Linked DNA regions of Gossypium hirsutum: all the other regions are linked to region 1. Evidence: chromatin contacts called from public Hi-C data. All regions are on one chromosome and are shown on one strand. Each heading gives the region's core, a stretch centred on a gene start, on an enhancer-like site or on the middle of the called end of the contact. The rest is flanking DNA. Distances are from core to core; before and after follow the strand shown.

Evidence for each region. Hi-C and Micro-C count contacts between places; a contact is called where the count stands out from the background.
Region 2: a contact with region 1 is called in a Hi-C map of leaf, with 4 times the contacts expected there. The contact joins the promoter of LOC107894150 here to the enhancer-like site in region 1. A contact is called at or near these places in 2 of 34 Hi-C or Micro-C datasets (both in leaf).
Region 3: a contact with region 1 is called in a Hi-C map of leaf, with 2.3 times the contacts expected there. The contact joins two enhancer-like sites. A contact is called at or near these places in 13 of 34 Hi-C or Micro-C datasets (anther, callus, hypocotyl and 3 more).

What each region holds. Positions count from the first base shown.
Region 1 is chrA13:11,688,413-11,691,160 of Gossypium_hirsutum_v2.1, reverse strand. It overlaps the pseudogene LOC107894167. Among protein-coding and RNA genes, the nearest start is that of LOC121212989, 6.5 kb to the left of the region's middle. Within about 2 kb of position 1,335, at least 7 of the 9 cell types and tissues checked have an H3K27ac peak or open chromatin away from gene starts, as enhancers often do. A contact at or near this core is called in hypocotyl and leaf, where this site is marked.
Region 2 is chrA13:11,864,785-11,867,532 of Gossypium_hirsutum_v2.1, reverse strand. It overlaps LOC107894150 (lanC-like protein GCL2), which reads right to left and starts at 1,417. Exons shown (of 6, transcript XM_016819372.2): 1 at 1-1,417.
Region 3 is chrA13:11,834,592-11,837,339 of Gossypium_hirsutum_v2.1, reverse strand. It overlaps the pseudogene LOC107894148. Among protein-coding and RNA genes, the nearest start is that of LOC107894149, 8.3 kb to the left of the region's middle. Within about 2 kb of position 1,414, at least 9 of the 9 cell types and tissues checked have an H3K27ac peak or open chromatin away from gene starts, as enhancers often do. A contact at or near this core is called in hypocotyl and leaf, where this site is marked.

The DNA.
Region 1 (2,748 bases), core at 86-2,585:
GGTTTTGTCTCCTGTGCTCTGCCATTCTCCCAACATGTGACCTATATGCCATAGGTCAGGGGGCCAAACACTCTACCAAGGATGAGGCGCTCATGTCGCCTCTTGGTGGGTGACCTGGCTCTGTGAACCAGTCCCTTGGGGTAGCCGTTCATGGCACATTGGCTCTCGACAAAGCACAGGAGACAAGAGCCTCTTCAGGAGACAAAACTCTCCTTGAGAGACAATAACTTCAGTTGTTGGGGGACCGGGTCGGCTACCTACTGGACAATACTTTGAAGACTTCTCCGAAGGAACGGACCCTCAACACTGCTATATACTTACATAGGTAGAAACAAGACCCAGGGATGACCATGTTTACAACAAGGAGACTTTTTTCTGAAAATTATACAGATACTCCGCCATATATACTCCCATCTATTTTCTTTCCACCATATGCTTGCAAGTTATTTACTAAGCTAAGAAGCAACCTAATCCCATGTCGACTTGCTTCCCCTATGACATAATCCAAGGCCTGCCATAATTGCCAAAATGTAAAGTTGCTGATCATCATGGATTGAAAGAAAAAAGCGTAGATGATTAAAAATACCTGGAAAACTCTCTCATCAAACTGGCCAGGGGAAATCTGGAGAGCATCATACCCTCCATCATTTAAGGCCCAAGTTCTACAAACAGTGAGACCCATCTTTGCACCAGCTTGCAGCATTGCACTCACCCTACGCCTGCTATTTTCATCCATTGAATGAGCCATTAACCAGTATGAATTCCATCCATTTACATATAACGGTTTACCATCCAAAATGAAGCGACTCCCATTCCTTTCCACAAAACTTAAACTTAGTCCCTTAGGGAGACTACTAAGCTTCAAGTCGCCAAAAGACATGTAAATAAAAGCCACACATGAAGCAAATCCAAGAATTGGGTACAATACCCCATTTCCACCCATCGTCTTTCTATATAATGTAAGCAACCTGAATGCAGAAATTGCTTATTTAGGTACCCTTTTGGCTCTAACTCTAATTAAAACAAAGTTCAAAAGTTGAGAGAGTACGGTACCTTAGAATCAAATGAGAGTGCAGATCCCTCTTCATAACAAGTTGAGTGAAAGAAAGACAGATGGATTTGAAAGTTGCAAGTCTTTCAGTATAGGAAGTGATAATTTTATAGCAGAAAACGATGCAAGGAATTACAAGCAAGGCTGAGAAGAGAAAAAAAAACTGAACAAGAATAAGGCAAAGAAAGAAGATCAATGAGAGAGAGAGGAGGTGGAGGAAGAGTGTGGGTATTAGGTTCCTTGGTAGGTGGTTAAAATCAGATGAGATGGAGACGTATGCAACTGTACTGTCCACCTGATTTCCACACCTAAACTACTTAACTGAAGCAAGTCTCTCCATGGGCCCTGTCTCTTGACCTTCTTGTCTGCCTCCATACCAAATTAGCTACCTGTAAACAAAACAAAATAATAATATCATCATTATGATATAATGTGATCTGATACAGACAGTCCAAGGCAGTCTCGGCTTTCGGGAAACTTATTGTAAAGGGTTTACCAAATGAAGAGCGGTTGTGATTGCCCAATGACTAAATAAATCAAATTTAGTAGGTTAACATAGTGACAGAAATAATAAATAATTTCACACTCCATCATGTCATGTGCGGTGCCGATGCAATGAGAACTTGGATTCTCTAGTCTCCACTACACTGTGGTCTCTTGGCCTTTTCTTTTTTCTTTTCTTTTTGAATTTATTTGTTTGCTTCCATTGGGCACGCCCATTTTAATATGATAGAAAATTCTTACTAAGAACGCATCCACGTGCATTACTTTAATAACTTTTTATTATTTTTATGAATATAAATATGGTTATATATCTACTTTTAAGCTTTCTAGTTAGAATAGGCAATCACCATAAAGAAACTGGTTATACATAACCCCCTCATTTCTTCTTAACATAGCTCGAACATAAATTTCGGAGGATTTACACAATCTATATGTATTAGAAGAACTTATGATAATATTTATCATTTCTTCACATTCAATAGATTCTGACTGATTTCATCCAAGTCACGAACAATGTCCTAAGTTAACACACGTTGCTTTATTATCATTGTACCCAAAGGAAAAGAACTCAAGTGGCTGGAAACCATGCCTAGTCTCCATTCTTCAATAAATAACTTTATATCTAATCCTAACTCTGTTAGGGCTTCACCCCATTCACTCTTCCAAATCCTAAGTTTAATTCGCACCCTCGCGATGTGAAGCGCCAACATAGGCCACCCAAATATTTGTACTCTAACAATTAATGTTGTACATGGGAACAAGTAAAAAGTCATATCTTTACCCTTTAAAAGAGTATAGTCACGTGGAGTGAAACGGTTGAATCGCTCTTTATTATTCAAATTGAAGTATACTTGAGGAGCAAGGCTTAGATAACATGATAGAGGCTTGTCATCGGTCTTACTTGTTGGGGGGATTTTTTTACTAAAATAAGACAAAAAAATTAAAAATATATATTAAAATAATACAACAAAAAAATTATGTACCAAAATGGTACATTTAGGGTGGTGCCGCCTATGGCAGTGGTGTGACCACCTTACCTTTGACATCATTCTGTCATTTTCTGCTAAAAAAATTTTATGTCTAAAAAAAACACAAAAATTTAAAAAAAAAAAGGAATGGAGGGGGTGCCAGAAGCGGCACCGGTTGTGCCTCTGGCAGAGGCGGCACTTAACCAATATAAGAGCTGAAGCAGC
Region 2 (2,748 bases), core at 168-2,667, 180 kb before region 1:
GGGATTAAGCATTTTTACGACTGATCTGGAGCTGCCACAAGCTAACACCTGTCTCCACGCATGCCGTGAAGAGCAGGAAGGAATGCAGAAGTGGCAAGAAATAGGTTGCCTTGGCTCAAATTCAATATACATTGACTTTTTTTACATATAAAAAAATTAAAAATTTCAAAAATAAAATACTAATTGGATTAATTATAAAACTGGTATATATAGATTAGACTCGATTAGCTTCAAAGTTAAAACTCTTGTATGGTATTAATATCATTGTAATTTATTTTAATAAAATTTTTATATTTTTTAGAGACAAAATCTTTTGATAAAAAAATATGGAAGAACCTTCGAAGCACGAAAGGGACGATGAAGGCGTATCAGCGACTACAGCAACAAAGAAGGTTCGACTACGGGATTCTGAGGAGAGTCGAGATGCCGACATGGAAACAATAAAAGAAACAAGGAAATCTCTCTCTTGGAAAGATCATCTGATGGGCTTAGGATTCTACCAGATTGAGATACCAACCAATGCTACAGAAGCAGAAGAAGATAAAGATTTTGAGTTATCAATAGATGATGTGGAACGCTCGATACTCAATGGAGTCCCTTCAATCAATTTTTCTGATCGTATTACCCAAATCCTCGTTAATCACATGCAACTCACGGTAGTTATAAAACTGTTGAGGAGGAATATAGGTTATAATGCATTACAAAACAAGGTAACTGCACTATGGAAACCCTCTTAGCCTTTCAATCTTATGGATGTGGAGAACGGCTACTTTCTGGCGTAATTCAAGAATCTGGATGATTATGAGAGAGTTTTGTGTCAAGGGCTGTGGGTAGTCTTTGGGTAGTACTTAACTGTCCAACCATGGACTATTGACTTTAACCCGTTTCATCCATATCCTAGAACAGTTATGGCATGGATCCGACTCTCTGGTCTTCCTAGGCACATGTATAAACGGCAAGTCTTACGGGAAATTGGGGCCACGATCGGGAAAGTCTCAAAATTAGATTTTAATACTGACAATGGTGTAAGAGGGAGATTCGCAAGAATGGTTGTGTTCGTTAACTTGGACAAGCCCTTGATTTCGCAGGTTCTTGTCAATGGAGCAACTCAACGAATTGAGTATAAGCACCTTCCAACGGTCTGCTTCCAATGCGGGCATTATGGGCACACAAAGGAAATTTGCCCTAAAAGTGAGATGGGGATGGAAGGAATTTGTGAAGGGGACATACCTGACAAAACAAACCAGGGAATTGACAAAGGGGATAACAAAAGAGGAAACACTACCCAAGGGACGTATGGACCCTGGATGTTGGTTGAAAAGAAGTCAAGACGAACCGGAAGAACAAGACAGAAAGGAGTCGAAAACGCTGCAGTCGACGGAGAAAGAACATCAAGATTTCAGGTCTTGGAAAACCTAGCTGTGATGGGTCCCCTAAAGCCCGTGAAGAGGGAGGCACAATGTACGTCGAACGGGATCAGTCAGGCCTGCTCAAACTGGGCCCAGGGAGAGAGGATGGCCCAATGCATATAGACCAAAATGCACAGCATATCGATGGGCTAAATTGAGGGAAATTAATCGGGGAACCATCTTAGACCAACACTACGTTGGGTTAAACGATCAACAAAACCGACCTACAACAACGAATTCTGCCTGATAGTAATCAAAAATCCTTAATCAAAGATCCATAGAGACCAGGCTACCAACAACCATTGGAAGAAAGAGCAGGAATAGTCGGCATACCACAAAATAAAGCTGGCAGTGCACATACTCCAATTTTACTTTCACCAAGAACGGGTGCAGAGGCTCATGAGACTCAGCCAAGCATCACCGAACCAAGTCTACTGGAAGGGATAACTAAGACATCAAATAGAGAAACTATTGAAGAACACCCCGCTCCTCCAGATTTTCAAACGACAAAAGAAATTATGAAGGTCCTAACAGCAGGTATTCTTGATGCCTCTAAACATTCTGTCGTTTTTTTAAAGAGGACAATCAACCTATAAATAAGGGACTTTCTCAGAAGAACAGAGGCAAATCAGGAGCTTCCTAAATTGCAATACCAGCAGCACGTGGTATTACGAAAATAGGGAATGCTCGGAAAGGGAAAAATCTCAAAGTCAACAAAGATAAAGGTAATCCTTTTAAGGCTTATCCTTTAAAAAATCTATTATCTGAATCTATAAGTAGCATGGTTGAATTACTACAAAACCAAGTCCAACAAGGGCTAGTAAATGAAGCCCCTGTAGGGATAGGAAAGAAAGCAGGAGACAACATAGAAACAAAACAGTAATTAAATAAGCTTTGATACAACACTCATTTTTTTTTTACTAATGAGTACTAGAATCTTAATTTTTTCGTGGAATTGCCAAGGGTGCGCAAATGAAAAATTTATTCGTACGTTTAGATAATATAATAGGGAACACAAGCTGGACATTGTTAGTCTACTAGAACCACGAGTTAGTGGTCGCAAAGCTGATGAAGTAATTGCAAAAATAGGATTTCAGTATTCACACCGTATTGAAGCTAGAGGATTCTCAGGGGGAATATGGCTTGGCTGGAATTCCTCTGTTAACCTAGAAATTCTCTGAAATCACCCCCACTTCATTCTTGCACGAGCCTTGTACAGAGTTCCCATCCAAAAAATTCTTATTGCCTTCATTTACAGAAGTTCAAATAAAATAAAGAGGACGCTTCTGTGGGAATCTTTAGAGGAGACTATCCCTTCAATCATTATTCCCTGGTTCGT
Region 3 (2,748 bases), core at 165-2,664, 150 kb before region 1:
TAATATGTTTTTATAGTAAAATTAGGTGTTGCTAATGCATCAAGCAGCATTACCGATAAAAAATAATATTTTAATAAAAATAAAAAAATAATATTTTAATCTAAAGGGGTGACGCCAAATTGTCGGGCAGCCTTTTTCACCATGACTTTGACTTTTTTTTTATTTGGGGTGATTGTGATATAATTTTGAATTTCACACCTTTATTTTATGGAAATTAGAAGTTAGTCCATTTAGTTTAATTTATTATAATTTGATGGCTTTTTTATCCTAATATTCCAAAAAATAATTAAATACTAAAATGGGTCACCTACAATTTAATTATCGAAATGGGTCATTTGCTACAATATTTTTTAACGCCGTCTGACTGGTTGGCGACACCACGAGGTTTTTTTTAAAAAAAATAGTTTTTTATTATTGCCACCAAACACATTGGCAACACTGAAATAAAATATAGTTAGTGATTATATTTATTATGTTACAAAATAGCTATTTTAACTTAGGTGGTAGAGTGTGTGATTTTTAATTATATGGTCATGCCACCAAGTTAAAAACCACGCACCTTACCAGTTGAAATAAAATAATTATTTTATAATATGATAAATATAATAACTAACTATATTGTAGTTTGATGTTGTTAATATGTTAAGCGGCACTAATAAAAAAATATTTTTTTTAAAACCCATGTGGTGCCATCAACTAGTTAGGTGGCACCGAAAAATATTATAGCAAATGACCCATTTTGATAATTAATTTGTAGGGTGACTCATTTTGATATTTAATTATTATTATTTTTTAGATTATTGAGGTAAAAAACCTTAATTTGATCTTTGTATGTTTTCAAAATTTAAAAGTTATTTAATATTGTTAAACTCGATCATCAAATTACTTATTTCAAGATTAAATGTTTATCAAATTCATGTGAAAAAAATTAATAAAATCATCAATTCAACAATTTATACGTGGAAAATTAATAAATTGTTGAATTGATGATTTTATTAATTTTTTCACATGAATTTGATAAACAATTAATATTGAAATAAGTAATTTGATGATCGAGTTTAACAATATTAAATAATTTGACTAAATTTTTAACTTCGAAAACATATAATGATCAAATTATGATAAATTAAAATAAATGGACTAACTTCAAATTTCTATAAAATAGAGGTATGAAATTCAAAATTATACAACAATCACTCCAAAGTAAAAAAGGAGAGAGTAAAAGTGAACATGAAAAAGGGGTGCAACATGACATTTTAGCCACCCATTTTTAGATTAAAATATTACTTTTTAAATTTATTATTAATTTATTAAAATATATTAATTTTATAGGTGATGCGGATGACATGTAGAAGGCATACCATTGGATATATTATCTAAATAGAAAACCTTACATTACGTAAATAACTGATGGACCTCTGGTCAGGGGTTAAAAAAAGGGTGTGATGTCAAGCATCCGAAAATTAAATTCCCTCTCCCGTGGTTCCTGGCATCATTCCATTTCAATAATCTTACAACCAGAATCGCTTGCTCTACATCGCAAGCCATAAATCTTACACGTATTCATCCTACCCTTCGACGGATCTTGCTTTCCGTTCACTCGAATCTTGCTTCATCGCAAGCACAATTGAATTTCTGTTTTCTCAAACAATAATCCTCTCAAAACTCTGTTATCTCCCTCTGATTTTCTCTCGCTTTCTTTCGTAATCTTTATTCTTTTTAATTCAATCTTTCTCTTCTTTAATTGTTTTTTCCTTAGCTTTGCTGCTCTGAAAAAAAATGGATATGACATGGAGGATTCTCGCTCTAGCAGCTCACATTCTATTCACTCCGTGGCTTTCCATGTTTACTTTGCCGCTGTTCGAACCCGCCGGTTTGCTAAGAATTTGATACAGAGTTCTCCACGAATATATTTAGTTGGAGGCTGTTAAATTTTCTTTTTCTTTTTTATTTTTAGTGTTACTTTTTGTTTTTGGGAAATTTGTTGATTTGACATTTTAACTATTTCTTTGCTTGGAACATAGAAGTTCGAAGGACTGATTTACAGATATTAGGGTCTGCCATGAAATTCTATGAGAATTTACAAGTTTGTTTGCTGAAGGAATCGGCGGATCGAATTTTTAAGGTTCTCTGAAGTACCCCCTTCTTTTGTTAAGTTTTCATGTGGAATTGCTGAATGCTTCAGCCTTTTCAAGTGTAGAAGAAGTTGAAGAAGCTTACAAATTTGAAATTTATGGCTTTCAATGATTCTTAACCTTCAAGTCAGGTTGTTATGCAATTGGATTCTATTAGAGCTTTTACATGCCCATAAAAAGAAATTAAAAAGAAAGCCTTGAATTTGAATTTAGTTTTGGTGGAATTGTCGATTTACTGTGGTTTGAGTTTTATCATATTGTAATTCAAATGGAAGAAAGGAGGGACTTAGGATTTCCACGGACAATTGCTTGTAGTTTAAAGGAACAGTTAGCAAGAACCACTCTTAATAATGTACGGTCACAAGGGCATACGTATATAGAGCTTCGTGAGGAACGGAAGCGGTTCATTTTCTTCTGCACTCTGTGCCTTGCACCATGTTATAGTGATTCGGTGTTGATCATCTGAAGGGGAACCTTCACACAAAGAGATTAGCTGCTGCTAAGGTTACATTACTAGGAACTAATCCACGGCCTTTCAATGATGGTGTTTTGTTCTTTGGTAAGTCTAACGAAAAAGAGAAACAATTGGCTCTTGTAAATTTTAATGAAAATA